Linked DNA regions of Anser cygnoides: regions 1 and 3 are each linked to region 2. A link is a contact called in public Hi-C data. All regions are on one chromosome and are shown on one strand. The core of a region is the stretch at or near the end of the contact, and the rest is flanking DNA. Distances in the headings are between cores, read along the strand shown. Region 1 has its middle 56 kb from the start of LAPTM4A. Region 2 holds the start of SDC1 (syndecan 1). Region 3 overlaps LOC125179933 (a long non-coding RNA gene).

Region 1 (3,355 bases), core at 580-3,079, 320 kb after region 2:
TTGGGGTGGCCAGTTAGGCCACTTCCAGGGCTGTGACTATCCCATGGACAACAATCCCAGCTTCATTCCTAGCAAAGGAGGTCCCCACGGAGTCCCCAGGCTAGGCAGATGCTCCCGGTTGCCCCAGAACAGTGTCCAGCAGCCTTCTCGTGTGCGTCAGTTGTCTCATATTACGTGCTTCCACTTGAGCAGGACATAAAAAATGTAAAGCTTCTAGCTGTTACTGCTGTAATTAACAATGATGATGGCTTCAATACAATGCTGCATGGTTCCTGCCCCAGGGGACTGTACCTCTACCAAATGGCCAAAAGTGAATGGTGTGCAAACAGGAGGGTGAGCTAAACAAATCCTGTAGGTAGTGAACCCCCATGAAGGTGATGGAAAGGGGTGGCGGTGCAGCCCAAACCAGATGTTTAGATGTCTGAAATGTGGGCAGAACTGCTCCCGTGAGTGCCTCTCCTGACTGTCGAGGAATGTCCACCAGCAGTTCAGGTGCAGGAGCCCACCCTGCAGGCATCAGCACTTCAGTGTGTCTCTGATGCCCAAGAAAAGGGATATGTGCTCAGATATAGGGGGGATCACAATACAGAGGAAGGAAAGGAAACACAAGGAACACGTGTGAAAAAGATGAGGAAAGCACATGGCATGAGATGTCAGGTGCATTGCATTCAGGATGATGATTTTTAAAAACCAAAACAATGCAAACACAAAAATCCTGCCCTGGGTGTGTGGGTGACAAGGCCTCCCTCCTCCCTCAGGTGGAAATGAGGTTTTGGGACTTCGCAGTATCAGGCTGGGAGTTTCATTGGAGCTTTGTGTAGGTTCATCATGAAGTCCTCCTATTTAAATCTGTTTCTTTATCACCAGAAGAGCCATTCTGGGCAAATCCTCTGCTACTTCCTTGTGTAAATGAGTGTGATGAGCTCACTCATGTGCATGGGTCCTGTATTGCTTAAAGACGGACAATGTAGGGGAATAAAAGTAGTACTACAGCCATATCTTTCTCAGATTCTCATTTCCTGATTTCTCTTTGCTATCTACGTGGGAGGAAAGCAAGTGAGATCTTCGTCCTTTCTGGCTGTGAGGCAACTAGTTTCTCCTTTTAATTGTGATGTTTTTTTTTTGTTTGTTTGTTTTTTCCATGAATGGTTTAACCTCTACCCAGGTTGTCCTCAGCATCTCCCATGGCTTCTCAAAATTTTTGAGAAATGCAATGTGTTATCCCTGCAGGGGCTCCCGATCTCCCACATTGTGCTACCTCTGGAGAATACTCCCATGGAGATAACTGTGATATCAAGTGGTTTTGTAAATCATAGAGGCTCTAAGCAAGCATGCTCACTGCCAGTCCCCATTGCATCGCCATGAGGACGGACAGACAGACAGCCCGTTGCCCCTGCCGAAACTCTCCCAAGGGATAAAGGTGTCGGTCCCCACTGCCCCAGCATGGCAGCTTTGTGGGGAGCAGCTGATTCATTCACCGCCTCTGGGGCTGCTTCTTTCCTTCGTGGAATGTGAAAGGAAAAAGAAATCACCCCACACACCCTCACAGCAATTAGGGAAGGTAAAACGTTTCCCCCCAAAATCTTCTTTAACTGAAGATTTCAGTTAATCTGCACCAAAATGACTTGCTAGAACATGTATATCCCCTTTGGCGGGGAAAAATGGGGGAGATTTTTGCTTAATTCAGGAAATATTTATTCTGCCAAGGTAGCTTAGTAGGTCAGGGACAGGGACCTTGGACTAGAACAGAATTCACATAACATTTCCACAAAGAGCTGGACATTAGGACAGAGGCTCGACCTTTAGTCTGCCTTGTGGTGCTGAGTATACAAAAAAACATTTCCTGTTAGTGTGTGGTTGAATGAATAATTAGAGGGAAACTTTTTGGCTTGGGTTGAACCAGAAAAGAGAAATTTGGGGTTTTCTGGAGAAATACTTTTATCACCATCTAAAATATATTTGCTCTAAACCAAAATATTTTAAGACTCTTGCAGGAGATAGAGCTTAACTATCTAAAAAGCTTTCTTTTGTAAGTTTAGGACAATTTCAAAATTCAAGATGCCTTCTTGTAATGAAAATAGAAAAGTTATGTTTGGCAAATGCCAGGAAGAAATACCGAAGTAAAATTAAAAAATAAAAATATCCTCCAATTTGAGGGTCAATACTTTTGGCCAAACTCAACTCAGATCTGTAAATAGATTTTTTTTTTCCCCAAAGCATATTTTTTCCCCTAGAACAAAAAGGTAAAATGCTGCTATAGGGAAAAAAAAAAATAAAAGTGCTATTTACAAAATTAACAGTGAAATGCTCTCCACATCTGGATTTGGGACCTGGACTCTTTGGCTATTCCAGAGTAGGTGAGGGGATTCTCCCTCACTTTTTTTTCCATCTCTAAAATTTGTGGTTCCCTCCTGTGATGAAAGAAGAAATCAGTTTTTCAGTCAGAGCTCTTGCCAGCTGTGCCCTGTCTCCCAGGAGGAGTGAACTCGATTGCAAACCTGATTTGCCACTAAATTAATCTGACCAAGGTGAAGGAGCAGTTTATGAACAGGAACACTGCCAGCAAACCCACGAGCACTTCCCAGTCCTCTGGCATCTCACCAGGCTGCTGAAAGTGCCAATCTAAGACATGTGGCACGGTCTCTTGTGGACTAATTCCTGGGGAATTAAAGCCAAAATTATCTTCCAGATTTCAGTTTCTTGCTGTCCAAGTGAGAGAAAGAAAGAAAAAAAAACACAATAATAAAGAAAAGACTTCGGGTGAGCTAAACACCAGGGGAGGTACCTGTAGGTAAACATGTCTTTAATTTCTTGAGCTGGAGATCAGTTACACTATCGTGAGTAATATCAGCAGGTTTATTGCTGTTTCACCACTTCTGCAGACTCAGGACAGCAAGCCAAAATCGTTGCCTTTATCTGTTCTGCCTGTTTGCTCTTGTGAAAAGCGAGGGACAGGTTTTCAAGTGGGACAGGTTTTTGAGGGCTCGTTGTCAACAGCTGCAACTGCTTTCGGCACAGCTCACACCCAAAGGCAGGTCAGCGAACATTATTCTCACCTCCCTTGGAAATGTACTGAGAAGCGATGGAGATGGGATTTTATGTAATGCGGAGATCTGGTACAGCTTTCTGTGGGCAATTTACTGGGCCTTGTGATTTAGACCTGCATGAAGAAGCAAGGTTACTTTATTAAACGCATACTCCTGCCTCTGCAGAATCACTGAAACAAAAAGTTTTGCCTGACCTCTGCATCAGACGTGCTGTTTTCAGTGGCAGCACGATGCACTGATGCACATGGGAACGCAAGTTTCACAGCCAGTGCATGTGTCATAAATTTAGACAAAAATCAGCTTTCCCT
Region 2 (3,424 bases), core at 183-2,682:
GCACAGACTGCAATGTGGTGGCCATGCCAGGCACCCACGTGCCCCCATAGTTTTTATTTTGCCTCCTTTCTCCACCCCACTTTGCCTTTCCGCCCCACCGCCTCACGGCCTGTGGCCATCTTGGCCACAAAGCCACAGCGGCGCCATCTTCTCCCCAGCAGCCCCAGCATGGGGGAGCGGAACATGGCGGCCACGGCCCCACTGAGGGAAAGGCGGCATGGCAGGGGTTGTTCAGAGGAACGCTGCACGCGTAATGTAAGAGAGAGGGAAAGAAAGAGAGCTAATTAAAGACACGTGATAAAATCATGAGAGTTTTAGCCACACTGAATATCCAATTAGGTCTATTAGCCTTTGGGCCACAGCTGCGGAAAGGGATCCTCAGTCTGGCAGAGGTCCTGCCGTCCCCTTCCAACACCCGCCCGAGGGCCCTGAGAGACACCAGAAGCGCTGATTGCAGCTCTTTTTTGTGTGCCCCCCCCCTTTCATCCTAGGACAGCACGGCCCCATGGCCACTAGCTTGGCCGTGTCCCTCCTCCACCCCGACCACCCCACAGGCACGCGGTGCCCACTGACAGTGCCACCAACGTGCACTCCCAGCAGCAGCACTAGCTCTTAAAAAGTGTTTTTAATTCTTTCCTTTTTTTTTTTTTTTCTTTTAAAGCCTGCGCAGACATTTGCTTGCATTGTTTATAGCCAACACTCCAGCATGTGCTGGCACACACACACAAAGGCAAAAAGAAAAACAACCCGACAACTGAATGGACTGGGAGCAAACAGGAACTGCAGCCCCGGCCGTGCGAGCGGGGTAATAAAACTCGGCCCGTGCTGTATTTTGTGCAGGATTTTTTTTTTTTTTTTGTATTTTATTGCCTGCTCCATTTGCACTATCTACGGCGAGACGTGCAAAGAGCGCAGGAGAGCGCTCAAGTTGCTTTTAACTCCGGAGGGCACAGCCAGGCAGGAAGGGGCTTCTTTGAAAGCAGCCCCTTCGTGCCGCAGACCCGAAGCAGCATTTTTTTAAACTCGATTTTACCCCTTTGGAAACCCCTGTCCCAGCACCAGCAGCACGGCCCATTCCCCACTTCTTTCTGAGGAAAACAAAAGGGGGGGGGGGGGGGGGGGTTGTTCAACAGCATCGTTCCCACAGCGGGAAGGGAAGGGAGGGCTTTCCAACTTCTCCTTATTTTTAGCCAGGAGGAAGGAAGCTCGGCCGGAGCACGGCGGCGGAGGAAATCGGGGAAGGGCGACGCGAGGGGAGCAGCGGCTCCGGGCAGGGGGGGACCGGCGGAGGGCGGCCGGGGGCTGGCGGCGCAGGTAGCGCGGGGGCGGGCAGGGCCGGGCCGGGCCGGGCCGGGCCGGGCCGGGGCAGGGCTGGGGCCGGCGCGGGGAGCCGAGGGGAGGGGAGCCGAGGGGAGGCGGAGCCGGCCGGGGGGTGGCCGTAAGGTGAAGGTTGTTGCAGTGGGTTCATTAAAAGACAGAGTTCAACTCCTCGCCGCCGCAGAGAGAGCACGAGAGCGGCTGGGGAAGGGAGGGTGAGAGAAGAAAAAAAAAAAAAAAAGAAAAGAGGAAAATATTGGAAATTCAAGAGTGAAAGCCGGCAGATTTTTCTAAAGCGTACTCCGAGAGGGGAGCCCGAGAGGAAAGGGCAGTGCCGAGCCCGGCGCGGAGGAAGGATGATCGGCGCGGCGGCCGTGTGGCTGCTGGCGCTCTGCCTGCACGCTGCCCTCCCGGTGAGCCCGGCGGCGGGGGGCTGCGGGGGCTGGGGGCTCTGCCTCGTCCGGCCGGCTCGGGGTGGTGGTTTGGGAGGGGATTCAATGGCCTTTTGTGCTGGCGGGAGCCTTAATTCAAAGCAGCCCCGCTGCTGCTGCTGCTGCTGCTCCCGACCTGCCGGCGGCTCCGCCCCGCTGCGAGGCTCCGAGCACGCCGCGGCCACCCGGGGCCCCCCCGGCCGGTCCTTCGGGGCTGGGGTGAGCCTCGCATCGGGCCCTTTGTGGCCGGGGAGGTGCCTTTGTGGACCTCTTTTTGTGCCGGGCAGCGGGTGGTGGTGCCCCGCTGGGGGGTCCGGAGCCTCCCGGGGCCGTCCCCTGCTCCCCTCTGCCCTCCCCGGCTCGGTGTGCTCTTCCTCCCAACCCCGGCGCTCCAGGAGGAGCTCCGTGCCGCGGGGAGCTCGGGGGGAGGAGGCCCTGTGGGGCTGCAGCCTCGGAAAGCCCCGGCTCCCTGCCGCAGCAGCAGCCGCCAGATGTCATCCGCGGCTAGAGGAGAGGGTGTCTGGCCCAGCGCTGCCCGACGAGGGTCTGGCCGCAGCAGCCTCAGCTCCTTGTGTAGGAGCTCTCCTGGTGGTTTGCGTGGGGTGGGAGCCCTGCTCGGCACCCCCGGGGGGCACACAGCCACCCTTTGCTTACAGGGTGAAGGGTGCTCGCTCCCCAGGTGCTCGCATGCATCGCTCGGGAGCCTTCAGCCCCGCCAAGCAGCGAAGAGCAAGCAGAACCTGAGGCTTCGTGTGGGCAGGAGCATGGGAATCAAAGCACGCTTCCCCCTTTTTTTTTTTTATTTTGTTCAGAAAGGGTATAATTGATTTGAAACTGGTCTGGAGACGATCTACAGCGGTAGTTGGATAAGGAGTGGCAGAACAAAGTGCACAGCAGGACCGAGGCTGCTCAAAATACCTGTGGCTTTGCTGCGCCGTCCTGCCTGCGGGCTCTGCCTGTAGATGTGGACATCCAGCTGGCTAGCACACATGGTAGTGAGTAGTTAGTCCATGAGGTGGCCAAAAATGACAAGCACGTGAGCGTAATCAGCCCTGCCTCGTGGGGAGAGGGCTCTGCTCCTCGCTTCTGAATGAGCTTGCTAATGAATAAAGTGGAAAAACTGCAGTTCACTTGCAGCCTCTGCAGCGCGTTTGGATAAAATCACCCAGTGATAAATGTTTCTTATTAGAAATGGTAAAGGCATGAAGTGAATGCTCGTCTGGAGTTTTCCTGTGCGTGGGGAGACGGCCTGGCTGATGCTTCGGGTTGAGGGACGTCCTGGTGAGCAACAGAGGAGTCCTCGGGGCTCTCGGTGGTGACTCAGCACTGAGGCTGGTTCCCTCCTGGGGACCACGTGGCCACCTTCCCATGTCGAAATGTCAGTGACACAGATGAGGCTGCCTTTCCCACCCAGCTGGAGCAATTAGGCTTTAGCATCAAGTGGCCGCGCTCGGTGCTGAGCGGAGAAAGCAGAGTGACCTTACGCAGTCCTTTGCATGTGGCAGGTCACGGCGTTATGGGTGCTGGCATGGGTGTGCTGGGCTCTTGGTGGTCCGGTTATGGGAGGGTGTCCCACTGCCTCTGGCACATCGCTTGACCCTTGGCTATCGCTGCAGGACTTAACTAAGCAGCAGGAACAAGAAAGTGGCCAAATGATAGCTGTTTTCTTTCTGAGC
Region 3 (3,540 bases), core at 942-3,441, 270 kb after region 2:
CCCTTTCAGCACTTAAACTACATACCAGCCACTGTGAGTTATCCTTAAATGTCACATGCAAATGTTTACATTAATGGAAACTAAGGTTCTGCTTCTTCTTTCTTCCTATCTTGGTCTCACAGCCACCAGATTCTTGTGCGGTTATTGTCAGCGCTCGTTAACATCAGCAGCTCTATTGTGAGCTAGAAAACCCACGATAAATGCTTCTCTGACCTGTACCTGCTTTCTGTACTTGGACGTGGGCAAGAAGTGTCAAGTTAAGCTCAGCCCACCTGCCCAAGCTGGGCAGGACATCTGCGGTTTCGTGCAGTTATTCATAGCGTGGGGAGCAGCTTCAGTGGGCAGCTTTTTTAATAATGTAATCCAGAAGTGAAAGGGTAATGTTTACCAAACCTGTTTCAAAATGGCTGATTAATCAAATAAATGGGTGTTTATTGAGGCTGTTGCTAGGTACTTACTGTTATTGAGATAATTGTATGACTCAACTAAGCCAGACAAAGAGCTCTACTGTTGCTCTAAAGTACCAACTGGCTGCAAAGTTTGGATCATGACACCAGAGCATTTTTTCTTCACAAGGCTAATCACTTGGTTCGCTTTATCCTCACATCATCCACTTTTATGGCCAGCTTCAAATGCCTTCCTTCCATTAAACCAAGAAACAAACACTGACCCTTCTGCAGAACCACTTCAACCCAGCGCAGCAGGGATGGGTTCTCATGATTGATCTGGTGACAGACCTTTTTTTCATGTCTTTTCTCTATTATATTGTTATATTCATCCCATTTTCTGTTAAGCATCTGCATAAACTGCAAGCTCCCAGCCATTCAAAGCACTTTTTTGATAAATAACTGGGGCAAGTTTTGTGGGGGGTGGTAATCTTTTATTAGACCAAGTGATAAAGATGGAAAAAGCAGGCAAGTTTTCAGGCATACAAACACTTCTTCAAGTCCAACTTGTTGCTTGAAAGCCTGTCTGCTTTTCTAGCTGTGTTTTCTGAAGGTTTTTTTTTTTTTTTTTTTTACCCGCAGTAAAAACTGTTGCCTCTCCCTTAAAGTCATGCCACACATATTCTTACCTCTCGCAGCTACAAAGACAAGGCTACTAACAAACAACAAACAGTACTTGATTAGGCAGGCTGTTAGGGAAGATTTTATGATAGAAATTACATCATACAACTCATGCCTCATATTCTCATATTTTTCTTCTGAAAAAAAAATTTGGAAGCATTATAAAAAGACAGGTACTAATGAGTATAATTATAGAAAAGTCTCCTTGCTTCTCCTCAGAGGAGAGCACGAGTACATGAAGCCTAGTGTGAGAGGAGGTTTATATCTGCAGATCTGTGGGAACGTTAAGACCACAAGCCTGCCCTCTGATTAAACTCCCTCTCACTCATTGTTTTTATTGTTTTAATGTAATAGGCTTTGTTGTTGTTGTTGTTCGTTTGTTCCAAAATAGCACATCCATGCTCTGCTGATGGTAGTTTGCGTAGCTGGGTGATACAGGGTGTTTGAAAGCATAGGGGTGTATTTACTGCAAATATCGTTCCCACCCTCCACTTGCACCAGTACAAATTCAGGATAACCCTGTCAGCAGAGGTGTTATCAACGGATTTACACCAATGCACCTGAGAGTAGTTTAACCCTGGCAATTCATATTCTGTAGCAGTTTTAGGGGTTTTTGTTTGTTTGTTTTTAATCTTTAACTAAATAACCTATGCTGCAATGAAACAACATTTCACTTGCTCAGAATTGTAATTTAATCAGAAAATCTCCCAGTGTGTGCCAGAGAGAGCACTCCTTTTTAACAGCAAGCATGCACAGCCTGGAAATGCTCAAGTTATTCAAAACACTTTGCTACCACTTTTTTACCGTAACATCCAGTCATAACCGATAGAGTGAAACCTGCCTTTTTAACAAATTCTGGGGGCAGACAGATCAAGGTCTGAGCTGGGCTTTGAACCAGGAAGCAGGCTTTGTTTGAACTGCCTACCACTTGCATTTGATTTCTTGAATTAATGTTTTACCTGTAATAGGCAGTGTTTTCACTGAAGGCAGAGAGCAATCCTACTGCTCATTTAGCACCTTCTACATTCCCAGATACGTTATTGAAAAAAAAATGTAATGCCTAAGGTGCTTTTTTTGCTTTTACTGGTCGTGAACATAAATCACATTAAGCACGTATGTGAGTCAGGGGCCAGCATCCCAGCCAGGATCCTTTATTAACGGGTCTGCGGATATTCAGAGTGAGACGGCTGGGAGAAACATCACCAGAACAAGCCACTGAAATGAAGCAGTTTGTGAGGGACTCATGAGTGTTGGGGGAAAGTAAGTGAAGGGCGGAGCAGAAAACCCCTCCTAGATTTTGCACGTGGCCCAGGGAGAAATAAATGACAGCATGGCCCTAAGCCTCTCTGGCAGCCCCCTCCAACCTCTAGGATGTGACCTGGAGTTGTATACTGGTGCCAACAAGAGCTGCCATTTTGTCTCATCTCATCGCTCCGGGAGGTTGGGGTGATCCCACAGCTCCCCCTGGGAAAGGGGAGGATCCTTTCTGCTGAGATTGTTGATGGCAGCGAGGCGTGAAGCAGGATGGGAAAACTCGAAGTGGGTCAGGATCCAAGGTTCGATATTGATCTCATTTTCCCCAGAGGGCAGAAGGACTTTGCAAGCCGATGGCTGCCTCAGGCGATTCAAAGACTCTTCTGCAGGTGTGTGTAAAGCGTCCATTGTAGGACACAATAATAAAGTTTGTTCTAAAAAATATTTTTAATGCTAGAAAAGGTTAAAAGGCAGCAGCTCTCCATCGAAATGGCCCTTAGCTTGTCCCAGATCTGGGCCAGCTCAGGTCCTTGCTGCGACCTTCTCATAGACCCTCATTGCACGTCCCTGCGGTCGGGAGGAGCAACCACCAGCACCTCTCTCATTCACAGTTGCAGCTTTGGCTAGGAGAGAAAACGGGAGGGTTTTCTTACATAAATTTATGCTAGAATTTATGTTAGGAGGACTAAATATATGCAGTCCTCCTCACCCAGTGGCTGCTACTGACCTTCTTTGACAATGCAATTTACGGGCACGTTCAGCAGCAACAACTTCCCCTCAAAACACTTCTGGCAGAGAATTGAATTTTTAATTAAATTGCTATTATTTTTAAAGCTTGATTTCCATTACATTGCATTTCACTGAAAGCTATGGGAAGCATATTGGCAGAGGGTGTCTATATACTGAAAATACTTCATGTTTCAGCCCCTCAGTGCTTGAGAAAAAACAGCATACATCAGTTTATTCCTGTTTTATATTCCCAAGGTCAGCATTATTTTTCCCCCTGTTTGCAGACATTTATTTCATGGAACACCCCAGATCTCCCAGCTGGAAAGGAGCGAGCTCCTCTCCCTGTCTTCTGACCATCGGGGCGAGCCGAGCAGTGCTGAGGCTGCTCTGCGCATGTGCTGAATGCTTACATTCGCCTCCTGTACGCAGCCAGCCAGACCTTGCTCACCGCCTGGAAATCCTCAAAAGCTAATACGTTTTGCTGTGTGCA

What was found. Hi-C and Micro-C count contacts between places; a contact is called where the count stands out from the background.
Region 1: a Hi-C map of liver shows a contact between it and region 2, with 2.2 times the contacts expected there. The contact joins the enhancer-like site here to the promoter of SDC1 in region 2. A contact is called at or near these places in 3 of 7 Hi-C or Micro-C datasets (granulosa cells and liver).
Region 3: a Hi-C map of liver shows a contact between it and region 2, with 10 times the contacts expected there. The contact joins the enhancer-like site here to the promoter of SDC1 in region 2. A contact is called at or near these places in 2 of 7 Hi-C or Micro-C datasets (both in liver).

The regions. Positions count from the first base shown.
Region 1 is chr3:112,402,670-112,406,024 of Taihu_goose_T2T_genome, reverse strand. No RefSeq gene overlaps it. Among named protein-coding and RNA genes, the nearest start is that of LAPTM4A, 56 kb to the right of the region's middle. Within about 2 kb of position 1,829, at least 2 of the 3 cell types and tissues checked have open chromatin away from gene starts, as enhancers often do. A contact at or near this core is called in liver, where this site is marked.
Region 2 is chr3:112,719,179-112,722,602 of Taihu_goose_T2T_genome, reverse strand. SDC1 (syndecan 1) reads left to right here and starts at 1,432. Exons shown (of 5, transcript XM_013194845.3): 1 at 1,432-1,730. The coding sequence starts at 1,674.
Region 3 is chr3:112,453,027-112,456,566 of Taihu_goose_T2T_genome, reverse strand. It overlaps LOC125179933 (a long non-coding RNA gene), which reads right to left. Exons shown (of 4, transcript XR_010830655.1): 1 at 26-3,540. Among named protein-coding and RNA genes, the nearest start is that of LAPTM4A, 110 kb to the right of the region's middle. Within about 2 kb of position 2,191, at least 2 of the 3 cell types and tissues checked have open chromatin away from gene starts, as enhancers often do. A contact at or near this core is called in liver, where this site is marked.